2 separate regions of the Mus musculus genome follow, and region 1 is linked to region 2. A link is a contact called in public HiChIP or PLAC-seq data. All regions are on one chromosome and are shown on one strand. The core of a region is the stretch at or near the end of the contact, and the rest is flanking DNA. Distances in the headings are between cores, read along the strand shown.

What was found. HiChIP or PLAC-seq counts read pairs in DNA pulled down with a chosen protein or histone mark.
Region 1: an HNF4G HiChIP or PLAC-seq map of pancreatic cancer cells shows a contact between it and region 2. The contact joins two enhancer-like sites. A contact is called at or near these places in 2 of 484 Hi-C or Micro-C datasets (cortical neurons and pancreatic cancer cells) and 2 of 115 datasets of contacts at active chromatin or transcription factors (embryonic basal ganglia and pancreatic cancer cells).

Annotation. Positions count from the first base shown.
Region 1 is chr9:61,665,693-61,672,108 of GRCm38.p6, forward strand. No RefSeq gene overlaps it. Among named protein-coding and RNA genes, the nearest start is that of Gm34770, 7.5 kb to the left of the region's middle. Within about 2 kb of position 4,084, at least 118 of the 459 cell types and tissues checked have an H3K27ac peak or open chromatin away from gene starts, as enhancers often do. A contact at or near this core is called in pancreatic cancer cells, where this site is marked.
Region 2 is chr9:61,488,768-61,494,680 of GRCm38.p6, forward strand. No RefSeq gene overlaps it. Among named protein-coding and RNA genes, the nearest start is that of Gm34424, 18 kb to the right of the region's middle. Within about 2 kb of position 1,389, at least 16 of the 459 cell types and tissues checked have an H3K27ac peak or open chromatin away from gene starts, as enhancers often do. A contact at or near this core is called in pancreatic cancer cells, where this site is marked.

The sequences.
Region 1 (6,416 bases), core at 2,834-5,333, 180 kb after region 2:
TGATGAGAGGTCTTCCACAGCCCCTGCTTCCTTCCTTTGAGCATCTTGAAACAAACAAGGAGAGCAGCATGGTGATAAAATTCAAGTGGGCTGTCCCATGCCACCTTATGCCAGGACACTTCTCTTTCCAAAGCCTTCAGCCTTTCTAAGAAAGGAGTCCAGGAAGCCCCACTGTTGGCAAACTGAGCAAGCTTCGGCCATGCCAACTCCAGGAGGACTAAGTCGTTGGCTATGCCCGACCTTGAGGCAGGACTCTACCTCTTGACCTTTGGATGTTTTGGCAGGGACTATCACTCCACTGAAAGAAGCCCTTCTCCATAAGGGAGATGGCTATTTGTACATGCAACTTCATAAGTTCCTCTTGGCATACTTGCAAATGTCTCTTTCTTACTCCTTGATGCACCAAGACTTCAAGAAGTAAAGTGTCAGTTTAAGGCTCATAAGGGAGGTAAGGCAGAGCTCTGCTCACCTCTCATTTCCCATCGAGCACTCAGAAGCATGCTGGCTGAGCCTGCTGCCAAGTCTCTCCCTGAGTCCCCTGGCTCCCTATTGCACAGGACGCTAAGGTCAACCACATCCTGCCACGTCCTCGCAGAAGAGATATCAGTCCCCACCACTAGCATTCTCTGTCCCACCACAGCCAGGCCAGCCCAGGAAGACTCAGGGCTTCCTTCTCCCTCTGATAACCACTGAGCGTCAGAGCCTTGCTCCAAGCTCCCGCATCAGAGTCAGCTGAGGAGTTTGCTCACACTGCAAAGCTGTAGGCCAGCTGCAAGGTGGGGAAAATGAAGGAAGGCTCAGACATCTGTGTTCATGGGGCTCATTAGATTGATTCCATGAGAGCTTGAGTCTGGGAGCCTCCAGTCCAGACTGTGTGTGTGTGTGTGTGTGTGTGTGTGTCTGTGTGTGTCTGTGAGTGTGTGTGTGTCTCTGTGTATGTGTCTCTGTGTGTGTATGTCTCTGTGTGTGTCTCTGAGTGTATATGTGTCTGTGAGTGTGTCTGTGTGTACGTGTCTGTGTGTGTCTGTGTGTATGTCTGTGTGTGTATGTGTGTGTATGTCTCTTTGTATGTATGTGTCTCTGTGTGTATATATATCTAAAGATCAGGAGTCAACCTAAAGTATCAAGTGTTGTTGCTCAGAAGACGTCCAACTTGTTTTTATTTGCTGTTAATAATGAACCAGGGCCTCATTGGAACCTGAAGCTCACTGATTCAGCTAGACCAGCTGGCCAGCCAGCCCAAGGAATCCCCCTGCCTCTGCCTCCTCTGCACTAGTTTTGCATGCACATGCCACAACACTCAGCTGGAGACAGAACTCAGATCTTCAGGCTCACTCCTCAGGCACTCTACCAGTCCCCAGCCTAGAAAGGGAGGGACCCTGTCCTAGTTCCTTTGCCTGTAGGATTGCGGTGTCTTTGGCTGGTCTGTGATGCACCTGTCATGGGTGCTGCCAAAGGCTGTTGAGCTCATACTTTGCCCTCAGGAAAGCGGGTTGAGGATGTTCTTGAATCCAGCCTGAGATCTGAGACACCCAGCTCCATATAAGCAAGAGGAACAGCAAGCTGTGGAGGGAAGATAGGCCTTTGAAGGAGCATTCAGGAAGAACCTCCAGAATCAAGGCTGAGTCAAGTGGACATTGAAAGAACCTCCTTCTCAAAGTGGTGGGATGTTAGACCTCAGCTCCAAAGAGTCACTAACCCCTCTCTCAAGAGGAGGAGAATGGCCGCAGGCCAATCAAGCCTAGCTTTAATCTAGCTATGCCCAGGCTTATGCTTTGTCCAGAGCCATTTTTAAAGCTGGAAAATGTTCACAATCTGGCCTTCCCCTGCTGCCCTCCAACCATGACCAGCAAAGATGTCCTTCTGTGGCTATATGAGAAAGCCCCTGCGTGCCCAGGCAAGTTCCCTCAATACCACAGCAGCATGGTGCTGGCTAAGACTGCAGGCACTTTAAAAACAAAAGCAAAAGCAAAATGGTTGAATGAGTGAGCCACCACAGTGAGCTAGCTTAGCTCCAGGTATGCAAATGAGAAACACGAAGCTCTTTAAAAGAGCTAACTGTACAGTTCAAGGTCAGGGAAGCAGAGAGTGGGGGTTGGAATTTGTCTTATTTAAGGTACAGCATCTTCACTCACAAATTTCATGAAAAATTCTACAAGAAACCCACAAGAATGGGAAGCTAGGTGAAGTCTTTTTATTGTTATTCCATTTGTCACTGTTAGCACCCGACCCAGAAGCTTAGCTCAAAACAATGACCTCTCAATTATGTCCAAGATCATCGCCCCAGGCATCCAGGACTAAAGACATTGTGCTTTTTATGGTTATTTTTGTCCAAGTGGCCCTAACAAAACTCATCACATGCAATAAAAGCATTACCTTATTATGTGTTAAGTTTTTTTTTTTTACTACATGTGTGTATCTATACGTGTGTGTGTGTGTGTGTGTGTGTGTAGGTGCCTGTGGAGAGAAGAAGGTATTGGATTCCCTGGAGCTGAAGTTACAGCTAGTTAATGTAAGTCTTTGGTAAGGGGTTAAATCATGAGTTTAGGAGAAGGGATAAAGAATTTCTGAGGAAAGAAATAGATTTTGTCATCTAGTTGGCTAATGTGTACTACAGTGTTAGCTTCTGCCCAGACCTGTGTTCTTAATGAGTGGGAAATAAGGGATTGGTTTTTTTTTTTTTTTTCAGTTGGGGTCAAAGGATGACACTTCAGAGAATGAGAAAGAGGGTGATTGTGAGTCAAATGGGCTTGCAGAGGTCATTTGAAACCAGGGAGGCTCTTGTCTGGGTGATGCTGTGTCATTGTGACCCAGGTGGGACTCCTTCTTAGAGAGCCTGTGACCACGAAGCCTTCCCTACATTGAGCTCTTCAGGGCTCTCTGTGGCTGAGCCAGCCTGACACCCTGCTTGGCTCATGGGAAAGCTTTTGAGGTCCAGGACACATTCATTCTCTTGTATCTGATGAGCTTTGCTAGGGCCACTTGGACAAAACTAATCACAATGTCATTAGCCTAGGGTGCCTGGAGATGATCTTGGACTTAAATTAGAGGACGCCATTATTTTGAACTAAACTTCTGTGTTGGGTCCTGACAGTGCAGACTCATTCACATGGGTAACTTACACTCAAGTTTTACGTCACCAAAACTGAAAGGAGATTGTCTGATCTTCTAAGCAAGCATGAAAGATAGGAACCAATGTTCCCCAACCGCTCGTTTCCATGGGCTTGATAACAGCTTCTCTCCTCAGTAAGAATTTACCCAAAGTAACCTTATGTTTACCAACTCGTTATTTTTCTCTTGTTCTTCCTGCACGGCCCTGCTTGACAAAGGAAGCGACTTTGAAGTCACAGGTATCTAAAGAGATGCCTCCTCGGGTCAATGCACTTGCTGAGCACACAGAAACCTCAGTTCAGATCCTGGGTAAAAAGCCGGGCAACCAATCACAAAAAAATCAAAAATCAAAAAGCTCATCATTGATGGGACAGAAATGCCAGAATCAGGAGAATGTGCTCTGAGAGTGCGCTCCTTCAATTTATTTACAAAGCATTTTTAGCTGGGGAGGAAGACATGGCCCATGAAACTGTAATCCCAGAATTTGGGGGGTGGGAGTGGTGGAAGTAGGAAGATCAGAAATTCAAGTTCATCCTTGACTAGATAGTGAAATACTGTCCCAAACCACTCTACTCCCCCACCCTCAAAACTGTGAAATGTAGGCTGTAGGTCAAGCCCTGTGGCTGCTCCACGTAACAGATAGAGCCTACAGCTTGTCACTGCCTCAGGTCACCTGGGCCTCTACTCGCATCCCTCTCGCTGACTTGCTCATGGAGATGGAAAGCTGAATCCTGAGTCTCCTTTGGTTTTTCTTCTGTTGATTTCTTTTACAGAGTGCCTAGGAAGAGATAACTAGGCCTGCACAAGAATGGAACCCACATCCCTGGTTGGGGGGGGGGTGGATATCTGCTGAGCACCCCCAGAAGCCTCCCAGTTCCCTAAGCTATTCCTTTTTCAAGCTCCAAGGCTTCCCACACTTATGCAAAGCACCTCTGCCGAGTCTCTGAGTTGCTGGAGGGGAAACTCCAAACCTCAGAGAGAAATTAAGAGGCTGATTGGCTCTTGGGAAATGAGACAAAAAACTAGCCCGGGTGAACCACTGGGCTGAAACTGTTTCCCCAGATGAGTCACAGCGTTATCCACGAGAAGGAATGTCCCTTCCCACCCCCATCCCCACCCCCAAAGGGCCTCAGCTGATCTGGAAGATTGGCCTGGTTACATAGCCAGAGGAACAGAAGGCAAAAAAGCAAGAGACTGGGGTGATCGCTTACCAAAGAAACCGCAACCACCTTCCGCCCGCCTGGGTGGGGTCTGCCTTTCTTCTTTTAACCTGTCAACTGCTTGTCAGCACCTCCATTTCCTGCCAGCCCTTAGAGGAGACCTTTGTGTGCTCTCAAGAGACGGTGCCCTCAATCCCATCATCTCTCTCTCTCTCTCTCTAGGGCAAGGCAACAATAGTCTTTAGGCTTATCCCCAACAAAAAGATGTTAAAACATAGAAGCCAGTCACCATACATGTTAAGGACCAGGAAAACAGAGAGCAGCAAAGTTGGCATGGGGCACCTGTCCTTGTGGAGTTGACAGTCAGCCAAGATCAAATAACCTGAACAGAGAGCATTCACCAAGGGCAGAGGTTGGACAAATGTCTAGAATGTGACAGAGAACCAATGTGTATGTGGCAATCCAGGAAACTGTATTAGTAATTGTCAACCATCATGATTTATTTGTTTGTTCGTTGATAAAGAAAGAATGGGCTGTCTGGGGAGTATAATCCAAAACAGGGGAAGGCTGTGAAGCAGAAGGAAGATCTTTTGGTGAGGGGCTCACTGGGAAAGGTCTTTGGAGATGGAGGACAGGGTCTGTCTGAAGAGGACAGCACAGAGGGTCCTAGTGGCAGTAAGAGGCAGTTAGAATGTGCAGAAGGGACTTATGTGGCCAGACCCTGTTGCCATCCCAAGGTCAAAGAGCCACTGGGAAAGCACATGCACGAGGGTCCAGCTGTGTGTGACTGTTTGGAGCACATCAGTGCTTGTGGCAGCTGAGGCTGGAAAGTAAAGTGATGTATGGCTAACTTACTGCCAAGTTCACCTTCACTTCAATGTGTAATATGGCTCATTTAACAAATGCCGGGATCACATGACAGCTCACCAGATGCTAAGCTAAAAGCTCAGCAAATATCATCTCACTCTGTCCTCACAGTGGCACTGTGACATGGGTGCCCCCATTAGCTTGTTTAAAAGATGGGCCATCTTGGCTGGGGTATTCAAACCAACTCCATTGGTGACAGTATGATAGTCTTCCTCAGTTCCTGAGGGACATGGAGAGTTCCAGAAACCTGCTTTGTGCCTATGGAGAGAGGAGGAGGAGGAAGAGCAAGAAGAGGAAGAGGGCAGAGAAGCAGCAGCTGTAGTTACTGTAGCTGAGGAAGACAGATAGGTAGGAGCAAAAGCAGGTCAGCTGTCAGAGGGCCCAAAGAGCCAACCACAGTGAGGCAAACAGTGCTGGTATGAAGACGTAGTTCCTCGTTCCTGTCTTGGCTGAGGTCACAACCTCTCTCCACGGGACACCAGGTCCTTTCAGTTTGCCCTCCACTGGATCAGCTGCTTTGTGAAATACCTCTTCCTTGGTCGGCTCTCCACTCCTTCCAGGCATACCTTGAGATGCAGACAGTGAAAGGTGAATTTGGGAGGATGTGAATTTTAAAGATATCTTTAACACCTCCCCAGATTGCTATTTTCCTGAGTATAAACTCAATAACACATTCTTTTTCTTCAGAATTTTATAGGCCTTACTTATTTGCCCCCTGTTTTCAGGGTTGCTGTAGAGAAGCCCACTGTTGATTAGTAGTTTGGCTGGGTATAGAAATCCAGTCAAAACCATCTTGCAGTGCTGCTGTTGAGGACTCAGTGCCACCCTGTGCCCCACTCCCTTGTTCTTGAGACAGAATCTCAAACATCCTTGCTGGTCTCACACTCTCTCTGTAGCCAAAGATGACCTTGAACTCCTGATCTTCCTGCTTCAACCTCTAAGATTCTGCCTTCTGGGACAGGAGCTATACACGACCTGTTTCTTAGACCTGTTATAATGATTTTGTTCATGCTATTATTCTCTCTCTCTCTCTCTCTCAGCTCTGGAAGCTCTCTTTCTGGAAGCTCTCAGTATCTTTATCTTTGAAATTTCACAATAATTGGCCTTGCTGTGGGCCTTCTGTCCTTTGTTGGGTAGGGTGTGTGACAAACTGAGACTGATTAGAACAGATTTCAGTTCTGGGAACTTTCTTGTCACGCTGTTTCCATGACTATTGCAACCCTCCCTCAGTTCCTTCTCTACTCTTTTCTTTCTGGAACTTAGTGCTTGTATGTTAAA
Region 2 (5,913 bases), core at 139-2,638:
AAACGGCTCAGTTGTTAAAGTGCTTGGAACACAAAAATGAGGACCTGTGTTCAAATCCCTAGCACCCACATAAAATGCTATGTTGTGTAGCTGGAATCCCAGTGTTGGGGAGGCAGAGGCAGAAGGCTCCCTAGGGCTGTTCTCTCTTTCTCTCTCTCTCTCTCTCTCTCTCTCTCTCTCTCTCTCTCTCTCTCTCTCTCTTTCTTTCTGCACGTGCATGTGTGTGTTTGTCTCTGTCTCCTTCTCTCTCACACATACAAACTACCATTACAATAGAAATACCTTACAATGATTTATTGTGATCCAAAACCCTCCCCCTGGAATGCCAGAAAGCATCAAGGACCCCACTTCAATACCCTTTATCCATTAAGAGATCCTCTTTTTGGATTCAATAAGCAGGATTTCAGGCCCTGCCCCCCTCCAGCTATCCCCTCCCTCTTGTGGGGGCATGAGCCACTTCCAAAAAAAGCCCATGCTAAGCCTCGCTGTTGATAGAACTTTAATCTTGCCGAGCACATGTTGAGAAGAATAAAACCAATTTTGTTTAGGAAACCAGAGGCGGCACTCAGCTGGAAAGGAGCTCTGTGAGCATCCGTGAGCTCTATGAGCATCCGCTCTCCTTTGGGCCCGTGGTGTTCAGGCTGTTGGGCGGTACTTAGAGGCCCCGGAGACTTAGGTCCAAGGCAGCAGGAAGGAAGGGGTCCTCGCCAGGGATCCTTGCCCTAAATCCTTTGATTCTCTCTGTTCTGGGTAGAAAGCAGCTCCCATCCAGGCTGCTTACAGATCAAGGCTAATCTGAGTGTAATTCCCTGCCCAGCTCGCTGCTTCCTTAGCAACACATAAATACAGATTAAGGGGTTATATAAATGCAATTTTCTAATTAATCAGTGCAAATCCAGCTACTGCCTGGGACACAGATTTCATTTTTTAATGTGAGAGGTTTACTTCTTTGAGTTCAGTTTACAAAATGCAGTTTCTCTTCCTGTCCTTTCTAATGCCCAGTAGCCATGGCGTGTTGGTAGAGAAGTTTGATAATTACTGGGAAGCCCATGTGTTGCGACCCCAAATCCTTAAGTTCATGATCAACGAATGAGACTGGGTTTGGATCCAGTCAGGTTGAATTTAATCTTGGCTGTGTGGCCAAGGACATGTTATCCAGACTCTCTGAGCCCCAGTGTCTGCAGTCTTGGGAAGATGATGAGAAAATACCTCATGATGTTGCTCTAAGAGTTAGACATCACGTTTGAAAGTGTGATAGTGTGGTAAAAATGGATCCCCTTATTGTTTACAGCTGGCGGGGGGGAGAATTGTTGTAGACACAGTGCAGGACAGAGCTTGAAATCTCATGTTTGCTCTGCCTCCCTGGGTCTCTTCCAGGATTTAGTGACTCAGTATTTATTGACCTTGTGTTCAGAGTCGGGATGTGAGGTGTGCTCTCCCAGGGCTCTCCAGAGCTCCTTCCCACCCCACAGGTCTGGCTAAGGAGAGCTGGAGGGTTGACTGGGTGCCCAAGGGTTAGTGGAAAGAGTCCGCCACAGGGATAGTTATGAGTGTGACGGGCCAGGCTGGGCACTGTCTCGCTGTCTCATGGTGGACTTACAAGGACAAGCTGTGGAGGTGGAGGGAAGTTTTGAGGTGTGAGTGCATGAAGACTTTAAAAAGACTGAATAACTCGTCTGCAAATTGCCAAGCTCTCTTCAGATGAAGAGAGCTGTTCTCCTCTTCCTCCTCATCTCAGCTTTCTTCTCCTCCTCCCCCTCCTCCAGCCTCCTATCCACAGGCCAGTCTGGCCTCAGCTAGTCTAACCTCCCAGAGTGCTGGGACTGCAAGTAAGTACCAACATGCTCACTTCTCTTTTCCTTAAAGCTCCTCCTGACAGTGGGTACGTATACACACGTGAACCTATTCAAATTCATGTGCATGCAAACTCACACGCATTGGATGTGTGCCCTGGTCTACCCATGTCTACCTGGCTGCAGAGGTGGAAAGGGGGTGAGGAAGAGAAGACAGAAAAACCGACTAGAGAGAATCCCTTCTCCTGGCGATACTGGGAATCAAACCCAGGGCCTGTACACGCCAGGCAAGCACTCTCCACTGAGCTACACTCCCAGCTGAAATTTTTTCCTGAGCTAAAGGATTTTTCTATGTTTCAGGCTCGTCATGTTACTGGTGTCACTGACCAAGGTTGCAGGTTAGAAGGACCCTACTTCATTCATGAGCACCCCCAGCAGGAACAAGAATATTGCTTTTTGGTTTTCCTTTGAGTTATTTGTCCCCTGGCATTTCTTAGATTCAGGCTGTCACCGCTGACCTTATTTGAGACCCCTTACCCTACATATGACCTCTGATTTCGTCTGTGACCTTGGACGCTGTAGGCATCTCTGACCCCCAGTTTTCTTATCTGAAAGATGGGAGAAAGAATGCCATCATAGCTCATTGGCAGAGCTAGGAGCCCCTAAGGAGAGCAGACCAGAGAGGGGGTGATGGGCAGCCCTGGAGGAGAAAACATTTGGCCATAGAGGAGTGCCTCGGAGACAGAAGATAAGCAGGTTCTATCTTGTGTACCATTCAGTCACCTTAGTAACGCCTGGGGGCGGGGCACTGCCCAGGCAGCTCAGGGAGTGCCAGGCACTGTCACTTTAAAAGCAAAGCAAGTGTTGTTAGCTGGGCTATTTTTTCAGGTGTGTTCTAATTGTGCTAATTAACTCTAAGGTAGATTTTAGCACTCCAGCCTCTATCGCTGCCTTCAAATGCCAAAACAAATCTTGCCATAATTACCAGCAATCCTTTTCATTACCGGCTGCCTAATTATCCTATTAATAGCACATCCTAAGAGACAGTATTTGCTTGGCAGGCAAATATTTGTTTTTAAATGAGAAAACACAAAGACAAACTGCTCTGTTTGCAGAAGGGCTCCAAAATGCAAAATGGCTTATATTCATGGAAAAAAATAGCCCAGATAAAAGTGAACACTTAATCCATTGGAGGCATTAGGACATTGAGAGACGCCCCCACCCCTGCACTGGCCAGCGCCTCCTTGCTGGGGGCAGGTGCTTCAGAGGTTCTTAGTGGAGAGTGTTCTGTGTAAGGACTTGGGTAACTTGGTGGATGGAGCTGATCCCGGATCACAGGCAAAGCTGAAAATAACACAGGCCATAAAGTCACGTTAGAGTCGGAAAGCAAGTCCATGGAGCCGTGAGGCCAGAGATTACGTTCTTACATTTGACTGATGCCACCCAGGGAGATGGGTCAGTGGAGCAAGTATTTGCCATGCAAGTGGGGAGGTCTGAGTCCAGATCCCAGTGCTCACAGAAAGCCAGACTTGTCAGCATGAGTGTCATCTCAGTACTCTTGTGGCTAGATGGGTGTCTGAGGCAGTGGAGTCCCCCGAAGGTCACACACCAGCTAGTCTGCTGTGTGAAGCCGGTAAACATGAAGCCTCTTAAATGAGGTAGAAGACAGTGGACTAACAGCCCAGGTTATCCTATGTCCCCCACACATGAACATGGCTTGTACATACTTGGCACATTGCATGTGTGTGTACACATACACACACTCATACACATATACACATGCACATGCACATACACAAGCACACACATATGCACATACATGCACACACAAGCACACGCACACACACACCGTGTTACTTGAGAAGGGATCAGGTCAGCCATAGGGCATCTTCTCAGGCCTGTGGCTTCTTGCTTGTTTAGCATCCATACAGTTAAAGTGAAAATGAAATAATCATCTCACTAAAAAGTACCACCAACGAACAAGTATGAAAGTTCTATAGAAAGGACTAGCTGGGAGCTGTGGGAGAGGAGGGGGACAAGAAGGGAACAGAGGGTGAACAGGACACATTATACTCACATGTGAAAATGTCACTGTGAAGCCTATTGTGTTTAACATATGCTAATTAAAAAAAGATAGTAAAAGCAAATAAAGTGACCTTGTTCATTCCACCCCCACGCCAGCCATCTCCTATAATGTACATGAACACACGAACACACACACACACACACACACACACACACACACACACACTTTGTTTTTATTTTAGAAATCGTGGAATGCGATCATGCTATGAATTAGGTGACACCTTGAGAAAACACAGTCATGTGACCTATTCTGACCTTGCCAACGGGACACCTTGTGTGGTTCAGTTCGGATTTTCATTTGTGGCTGCGCTTTCTCGAGCGTCTAGAGAGTAGCATATACGAAGCTGGCTGGTACCATAAGGTAACTGCCTCTACAGATGGCCTGTGCGTTCCTTCCACCTTTGCTGTTTGAAAACACTGCAGAATGTGGCTGCAATGCCAGACTCCACTACTGGGGTTTCTCTACTTCCCCAGCTGGCATGCCCCTCTAGGCTGAGCTTCCGTCCTGCCAGTTCTCAGAGCCCTCCCTGGCTGTGCCAACTTTTGTTGATTATTCTTGCTCTGGCTCCTCAGAGTGTCTTGTTCCCCACCACAGTGGTTGCTCACCTAACACACTTAGTATACTGTCAGTGTTCTTCCCACCCCTCTTCCCACTCCCAATATTCCAGCCTCTGGCTCCCAAGAACATACTCTGGGCTAAGATGCTTGCCACAGAAACGTGGGGACCCGAGTTCAAACTCAGACCCAGTGGTGTGTGCCTGTAATTTTTAAGCTGGGGAAATGGAAACAGGAGAATCTCTTGGGTCTGTCTAGACAATAAGCAATGAGGGAGACCCATCTCAAAAATTAGGGTAGAGAAACATTTCAGGACAACACCCAAATGACACCTCTGGACTTCATATGTGTATGCACACAAGTGCACACCCGCCCATCCCTCCATTCACTCACTCATCCCTACCTTCCCAAACAAAAGAACGAGTCTCTGAACCCCTTCCCCAACCCAGAGACTCTCCTAAGCTCCCAACCACCTCTTGGTCACAGCTTCCCTGGCTTCCAAAGCCCTGTACTGAGGATGGTCTGTTTGGAATCCCAGCTTGCCTTCCTATTGTGCTCACGGCTCCTTCTCCTTCTTACCTGATTGGCACATAATAGGAAGTCAATTAATAGCCTGGTTAGGAACTGGGTCCACCCTGCACTTAGGTTTGTCTTATGAAAAAGATTGGGGATGTCTCAGCATGGCCCTCCTAAGTCTTGGTTTCCTCATCTGTCAAGCGCATCAGCTCAGTAGCATCGCTGGGGGATGAAGCAACGCCTCTTGAGAACCTGTCCACACCTGGCTCTTTGTAGGCATTAATTAAGCAGGAGTTGTTAGGGCTATTCTTGGAGCTGATTTTAATGGAGTTTTACAACTTGTAATTTGGCTGTTGGCTTCTTTTCCATGTTAGGAAAAAAGGTCTTTGTATTCTTCATTTTTTTTTGATATTTCCAAATCAAGATTATGGGCTGGGTGGAGGTGGCGTGTGCCTTTAATCCCAGCTCTATGGAGGCAGAAGCAGGCAGAACTTTGGGAATTGGAGGTCAGCCTGATCTAATGAGTGAGTCCAGGATAGCCAGGGCTACATATAAGACCCTGTCTTAAAACAAAACAAACAAAATCAAGATGAGGCTCAAATGTAGTGAGTTTTTATGAGTAAATAATATGTGAGAGATCTGGGGCTAGTGAAATGGCTTACTGGGCACTTGCCACCAAGCCTGACGGCCTGAGCTTGTTTTCCAGGAAGACCCACTTGTTGAAAGAATAGAGCCAACTTCCCCACAAGTTGTCCTCCGACTTTCACACTTGGTTGTGGCACCTGTGTCTTCATCCTACACACACGCACAAACGTGAAAAGATTACCTTAACACTGACAAGCCATATTCTGCCAGACACTACGTATTAAATGAGACCCTGAGGAGTCAACTCTGGTAAGCACGGGAGTTTGTATCCTTGGTAGGTGGCAGAAGCTCTGCTTTATACTGTACCTTAGATTTTTCA